Linked DNA regions of Sus scrofa: region 1 is linked to region 2. A link is a contact called in public HiChIP or PLAC-seq data. All regions are on one chromosome and are shown on one strand. The core of a region is the stretch at or near the end of the contact, and the rest is flanking DNA. Distances in the headings are between cores, read along the strand shown. Region 1 has its middle 25 kb from the start of ESYT3. Region 2 holds the start of MRAS (ras-related protein M-Ras).

The links. HiChIP or PLAC-seq counts read pairs in DNA pulled down with a chosen protein or histone mark.
Region 1: a contact with region 2 is called in an H3K27ac HiChIP or PLAC-seq map of alveolar macrophages. The contact joins the enhancer-like site here to the promoter of MRAS in region 2. A contact is called at or near these places in 1 of 5 promoter capture datasets (liver), 14 of 47 Hi-C or Micro-C datasets (alveolar macrophages, brain, embryonic fibroblasts and 8 more) and 2 of 2 datasets of contacts at active chromatin or transcription factors (alveolar macrophages and skeletal muscle).

What each region holds. Positions count from the first base shown.
Region 1 is chr13:79,218,561-79,222,250 of Sscrofa11.1, reverse strand. No RefSeq gene overlaps it. Among named protein-coding and RNA genes, the nearest start is that of ESYT3, 25 kb to the left of the region's middle. Within about 2 kb of position 1,615, at least 13 of the 83 cell types and tissues checked have an H3K27ac peak or open chromatin away from gene starts, as enhancers often do. A contact at or near this core is called in alveolar macrophages, embryonic fibroblasts and omental adipose tissue, where this site is marked.
Region 2 is chr13:79,135,774-79,139,439 of Sscrofa11.1, reverse strand. It overlaps MRAS (ras-related protein M-Ras), which reads right to left and starts at 1,951. Exons shown (of 7, transcript XM_021069517.1): 1 at 1,820-1,951.

The DNA of each region.
Region 1 (3,690 bases), core at 366-2,865, 83 kb before region 2:
GTAAAGTTAGCTGAGATGAGGAGAGGGGAGGCCCTACTAGTTTGGCATGTTGTCACCTGGTACTGGTGCCCTTGGGTATGTTGCACTTAGAGCTACTGAGGGAGCCTTGCTCCCCAACACTGAGGCTCTTTGGTGCATAGCCTTTAACCCTCCTCGAGTGGGCAGATTATTAACCCATTTCCCCAGAGGAAGAACTCCTTTTCAATACCTTGGCTAACTGTAGACCTAACTAAATGATACGTCTAATTGTATCTGCTGTTCCAGTTGAGGGTCTCTTACTAGATCAAATCAACATAGACTCTCGTACCCAGAAGACTGCAGTTGATCTCAAATGTTCTAATGCTTTTTTATTGTAGCAATTAGAAAACAGGAGAGAAAAGGTTGCTTTCACCTGGTAGAGAAATACACCATTTTCCTCAGCATGATGTCACCTCTCTGTTTCTGTACTACAACTTAGATGCATAAGACTTAGAAGCATAAGACACTGTCTTCCTATCCCATTGGACATCATGCTAGAGTAAAATATTGATGATGTCATGATGATCATGATGATCAAATCTGGACCTGGTCTGGGAATTGAGACCCCGCTTCAAGCCACTGCACACTGTAGCAAAAAACCAAAACCAAAACCAAAAACACCCAAACTGTTCTGACACCTTCCAGCATCATTAAGCAAGCCTTGCCTGCATGGTGCCACCAGCTCCATTTTCATAGGAAATCAGTCTACCTTTTCCTTCTCACCATACATATTTGGGGGATGTGGATGGCAATGCTGAGTTCTATGAAATTCCTCTCCCAGAGGTGACTCGAAGGGAAAGGAATGAACTTTTCACACTTTCTGCCAACATTTTATTTGAGGTTGTGAGCTTCCTAAAGACTCAGGGATGAGAGGCACAGACCCATCCCTCCGTATACCACACCGATCGCTTCCAGGCCTGGTACTTCCCTGGGGGGAGGGACTGGGTGTGAGCAGCCCTCCCCCTTCACGAGGTCACAGAGCCACCTCACCATCTCAGGGCAACCTCGCCTTGCCTCAGAACAGAAAGATTGTGTCGCTGCTGGAAACAAGAGAGATTATGAAATCTGATGATCTGTGAAGTTGTCGGTCACAAGTTGGGGTTCTATTCGCTAAGCAACTGTCATGAAAACATTACACATTTTCATCAAGATAAAGCCACAATAGCTTTGAGCACCATCATATGGGAAAATACCGATCACAGCCCTGGCAACCACCAACCGCACCACTGACAAAACACTTCAGCCCCTTGGAAATCATGGATTAGACCCACTGGAGCTCTGGCGAGGGATTTGGCAATGTCTGTGGAGAGGGATTCCTGTCACCACAGAAGAGCGCAGGCCAATGGGTCTCAGACTTCCCCAGGCAGCAGAATCACCTGAGGGCTTATTAACCATGGGTTGCTGAGCCCCACCCCAGAGTCTCTGACGTAATAAATCTGGGGTGGGGAGAATTTTTTACAAGTTCCCAGGTGCTGCGCAGTTACTGAGAACTGCTGGCCCAGCTGGGGGCTTTGGAATCTGCCCTGTCAATAAGCTCAATCTATGACTGAGGCCTGAGGGAGTCCCTCACACATTGTGTGAAGTGCTGGCTGCAGAGTGAACAGGCCAGAGGCCAGGGTCTTGGGCGTCTCCCAGGGAGCGGGTGTTTAGATCCAGAGGGGGGCAAGTGCTGGAGTTCACCCAACAGTTCCTAAGAGGGTCCACCAGCCTGGGCCTGTGTGAACCATTTGCCAAATTATGGTGAACTTGCTACACTCCGGATCCAGGGTCCCCAGGGTGTATGTTAATCTAGGTACAAGCGGCCCTGGGGGTGGGGGAGGGGGGCAGTCCCAGAGGGCAGGGCAGAGAGCAGGGGCAGGCGGTAGAGGGGCTGACCTTTGGCATCCCAGGACTGCTCTGCAGCTGAAACCAGAGGCCTTCCCTACAAACACGGTGAGGCTGGAAAGGGATCCATCTGCTCTGTGATGGTGCCCCCTGGTGGACAAGGGGGACACTGGCCCAGCTTCCCAGGAATCTCAAATAGGGACGGATAATACATTCTACTAGTAGTGCGGCTACTACTACAGAAATAACACTGGATGGAAGTGGTTCAGCGGTAATGCACCTGGCTAGCATCCATGAGGACGAGGGTTTGGTCCCTGGCCTCGCTCAGTGGGTTGAGGATCTGGCATTGCTGTGAGCTGTGGTACAGGTCACAGACACAGCTCGGACCTGGTGTTGCTGTGGCTGTGGTGTAGGCTGGCAGCTGTAGCTCCAATTAGACCCCTAGCCTGGGAACCTCCATATGCCACGGGTGTGGCCCTAAAAAGACAAAAGACGAAAAAAAAAAAGATAGAAAGAAAAAAGAACAGCATCTGTGAAGTATGGGAGATTATTCTCCGTGAATGCCAGCACATAGCATTCTTTGAATCATTTAACTCTCACAGCAGCAGGGGTCAATACTCACGAGTCCATTTTTTGGATGAGGGAACCCAGGCCCATAGTGTTGGAATAACTCTCCAAGGTCTGTGAGGAAGTGTCCTCTGATTCCAGTTTGAGGTTGGCACGGAGGACACCCTTGGAGTCCTGGCTGTGCCACTCAGGCCTGTGAGAACTGGAGAGACCTACTGAACATCTCTGAAGCACAGAATCCTCCCCTGAGGGAAGTTTAGTGTCCTCCTGGGGGCACAGTGAGGGCCTTGCTGCTCTGCAGCCCAGGGGTGCCATTCACATAAATGCCGGGTCAGGGGTGTGCCCTCCTACCCACCTCACCGGACTGTGTAACCCGGGCCCTGCCCAGCCCAGAGCAAGCCCTCAACAAATGGCATTTCAGCTCTTTGCTCAACAGAGAGGCGTCTCTGTCAGTGAATCCCACCTCCTACCTTAGCCTTTGATACTAGACCGCCCAGAGAAAGTGCACGTCACTTCTGAAGAAATCCCTCACTGAGCAGAGAGCAGAATGACAAGAGAGAGGGATTAACTCTGTTGGAGCTTCAGAGGGAGGAAATCTGGCCCTCCTTGGACCCAGGAGAGCCTGGTTGGGTAACCCCCAGGGGAGAGAGCACCCCTCACCCCCTCCCTGCCACCCAGTGCAGGACAAAGGGCCTGTCCTTCCCTTGGCTCCTGCCCAGCCATGCTAGCTGGGTTGGGGGAAGCTGGCCACCTTGGCCAGCAGACTCTGAGGGCTGTGGGAGGGGCATGGTGAGGGAAAACACGGATCTCATTGGCCATGGAGACCCAAATGAAGAGAGGGTTTGGGGAAAGACTGAGGCTAGGAGGCTCTGAACCCAGCTGGGAAAAGATAGGCGTCAGGTGGGACATTGCACTTAAGCCATCGGCCAGCAGCACAGCTGGGCAGCTGTGCTCTGTACACCACCTCACATAGCTCTGCTCACCAGGAATGCCAGACTCTCAGCAATGTCAACCACAGGGCAGGAGCAAAAGTCTGGATTCATTTGGGAGCAGGGGGGTGGGGGGGGAAGAGGAGTTGATACATTAACTAGAAAACCAGCTCTGGTGTCCTTCATCCTGGGCTCCTCTAGCTGCCATCAAGTAGGGCCAAGGTGGGCTCCCAGGGGGGCCCCCGGCTGCCAGCTGCTCCCATGGGCTGGAGGCCAGAGGCCCCAGTGGTCTCACACAGTCTCTAACTGCTAGCTGAAGGGCTGGCCTTGCTCAGAAAAAAGGCTGGAAAGA
Region 2 (3,666 bases), core at 702-3,201:
GCGGCGCCGCGGAGCTGGCTTTAAGGTGGACGCCGAATGGTAATTCGCCCGGGCCTCTTTAAGAGCCTCTGCGCTCCAGCCTTTAAATCTCCGCTCCCGCCCGGCCAACTTCGGAGCCTGCAGACGCCTCCCCGGTCCTAGGCGATCCCGGGCCGCCACCCTAACCGGGTTCCCGTTGAATCTCAGGCCGTGTTTCTTTCTATGAAACTGCTGCGCTACCTACTGCGCTAACGAGGCACCTATCCATGTTTCTTTCTAGATTCTACCCTCAGCGTCGCTTCCCCCAGGCCCTCCTGGTGCCTGATTCCTGGGCCTAAAGTTCATTTCAGTGGAGGCAACAGACGGGCACAGGCGACACTCCCGATCCATTTCATTGTTTCAGTTCCGCTATCTGCTCTCCAACGGCGTCATTTTTTCCTTACTTTAAAAACTGAGGTATAATTCACATACCATAAAATTCCAGCATTTAAAATGGACAATTTAGTGGGTTTTAGTACATTTACAAAGTCATGCAACCATCACCCTTATCTAATTGCGGAACGTTTCATAACACCCTCCCCCCTAAAAAAACCCAAAAACAAATGAACCCACTTGCAGTCGCTCTCCATTCCCCCTTCCTCCCAGCCCCTGGAAACTGCTAATCTACGTTCTGTCTCCATGGATTTGCCTACTCAGGACATTTCATGTAAGTGGAATCATACATGTGGTCTTTTGTAACCCAGCTTCCTTCACTTGGCAAGATATTTTCAAGGTTCATCCACGTTGCGGCATGTAGCAATACTTCATGCCTTTTTGTGACTGAATAGAATTCCATTGTGTGGGTACCCCACATGTCATCTTTCATCAGCTGAAGAACAGTTAGGTTGATTGCATTTGGGGGCTATTATGAATACAGCTGCTATGAACTTTGTGGGCAAGTCTTTGTATGAACACTTTCATTTCTGTTGGGTATATACCTCAGAATAGAATTGTGGGTTATATGCTAACTACGCATAACATTTTGAGGAGCCCCCACACTGTTTTCCAAAGCGACTGCACAATTTTTTATTCTGACCAACCATGTATAAGCGTTCCATGCCTCCACATCCTTGCTAACACTTGGTATCATGTCTTTTTTATTATAGCCATGCTATTGGAGAGTAACGGGGAGCGGTATCTCATTGTAGTTCGACGTCATTTTTGAGGACCTTCTTTTAGTAGGACATCATCGCGGAGGTGACTTGGAACCAGGTTTGCACATCCAGGGAAGCCATTCATTTTGAGAGCTTCACCCACCACCCCAGGCCTGGGGGAACCTTGCTGCCCTGAGTCCTTCATGCCATGCTTGGGACTCCCAATCTGATGCCAGTTTCTTTTCTTTTTCTTTTTTTCTTTTTTTCTTTTTGTCTTTTTGCACTTTCTAGGCCCGCTCCCTCAGCATATGGAGGTTCCCAGGCTAGGGGTCGAATCGGAGCTATAGCCACCAGCCTACGCCAGAGCCACAGCAACACGAGCCACCTCTGCAACCTACACCACAGCTCAAGGCAACGCTGGATCCTTAACACACTGAGCAAGGCCAGGGATGGAACCTGCAACCTCATGGTTCCTAGTCAGATTCGTTAACCACTGAGCCACGACAGGAACTCCCTCTTTTTCTTTTTCTTTTTCAAATCATTTTTAGGGCCGCACCTGCAACATATGAAAGTTCCCATTCTAGGGGTCGAATCCGAGCTACAAATGCTGGTCTCTGCCACAGCCACAGCCACGCCAGGGCATTGCAGTAAAACTTTCCTCCAGAACTCCCTACCTCATTGTGGTCCCTGAGGGTTCAAGGTCTTACCTTTAGACATCAGGAGAACACAGGCCCACCCCACCCAGCCAGTGGACCAAGATTCAGGGCCTTCTGACCCCAGGGCCTCCACTCTTTCCTTCTGTCTTGTGGCCTCAGCAGCAGGTCAGTTGTGTGTGTGTTTGGTGTTGGGAAAGCGGGAGAAGGTGAAGAAAACACAAGCGCTCGTCTCAGTCCCATTCGGGCCTGTGGCTGGAATCACTCTTTTGCAGACTGTGGAGCACCAACCAGGGGTTAGCAGAAGAGGCTCACCCCACCCCCAGGCCCATTCTTCCCTCAGCTGACCTTTCTTCTGTGCCAAGTACAAGGCCTTTCTTCCCCCAGGCTGCCCTGATCTGGTGCCAAGAACTATGTAGTCTTCTCTCAGGGTTGTCATGTCTTTACCAATCAGGTTCAGACATTTCTTTTTTCTTTTCTTTTCTTTTTTTTTTTTTTTTTTTTTTTTTGTCTTTTTAGGGCTGCACCCACAGCATATGGAGGTTCCCAGGTTAGGAGTCCAATCGGAGCTGTTGCTGCCAGCCTACACCAGAGCCACAGCAATGCCAGATCCGAGCAGCATCTGTGACCTACACCACAGCTCACAGCAACGCCGGATCCTTAACCCACTGAGCGAGGCCAGGGATCGAACCCGCAACCTCGTGGTTCCCAGTCAGATTCGTTTCCACTGGGCCATTATGGGAACTCCAGGTTCAGCCATTTCTCATCTTCAGTTCTCCCTGCACCCGCCACACCCAAGATTTTTTTCTGTGATGCTTGTGGTCTATCCTTCACATTGGTTCCCTCTTGCTCTCTGCAGCCAGAAGAGCAGTTTTCAATCAATTTCCCATTCATGGCCAAACTTCTCCAACCCGCTTTTTTTTTAATTAATTAATTAATTTTGGGGTGGGGGCCTCACGTGTGGCATATGGAAGTTCCCAGACTAGGGTTCAGATCGAAGCTACAGCTGCCAGCCTACACCACAGCCACAGCAACGTGGGATCCAAGCTGCATCTGCAACCTACACTACAGCTCACAGAAACACCAGATCCTTAATGCACAGAGCAAGGCCAAAGATTAATCCCAAGACCTCATGGATACTAGTCAGGTTCTTAACCTTCTGAACCACAACGGAAACTCCAAAAGTTTTTGATCATTTGTTTTTCTCCCTTTGGTCACTTGCAGTGAGTGACTTTTAAACATTTTGGCCTGCAACCTATAGGAACAAAGAGGTTTGGCATTGTAAACCAAAACATGTGCATATACACCGCTGAAACAAAAATTTCAAGAAACAATACTTACTATTACTACATACGATGTACTCTGACTTGCTCTACACTGTTTCATTAGAAAATGCTAGCGAGACCTACTAAATTGATTTCATACCCCACTAATGGGCTGTGACCTACAGTTTGAAAAACTCTGAACCCCATTTTGACACCTAGAGTCTCAGCATAGCAACATGATAAAAATTTGTCAAGGAAGAAAAGTCCAAAATTCCCAACTTGGCTCAGCAGTGATGAACCCAACTAGTATCCATGAGGACAGGGGTACGATCCCTGGCCTCGCTCAGTGGGTTAAGGATCCGGCATTGCTGTGAGCTGTGGTGTAGGTCACAGACATGGCTCGGACCCCAAGTTGCGGTGGCTGTGGTGTAGGTTGGCAGCTAGACCTCTGATTCAACCCCTAGCCTGGGAACTTCCATATGCCATGGGTGCGGCCCTAAAAAGACCAAAAAAAAAAAAAAAAAAAAAGGTCCACTCTAGGATTTTGAAACACATGCTGGGACCATAGTTTGAAAAGGGTTCTGAGTTTCAAAGGCTGAGGGGATTCTGCCTTCTAGGTAGGACATAGTAAGTTGT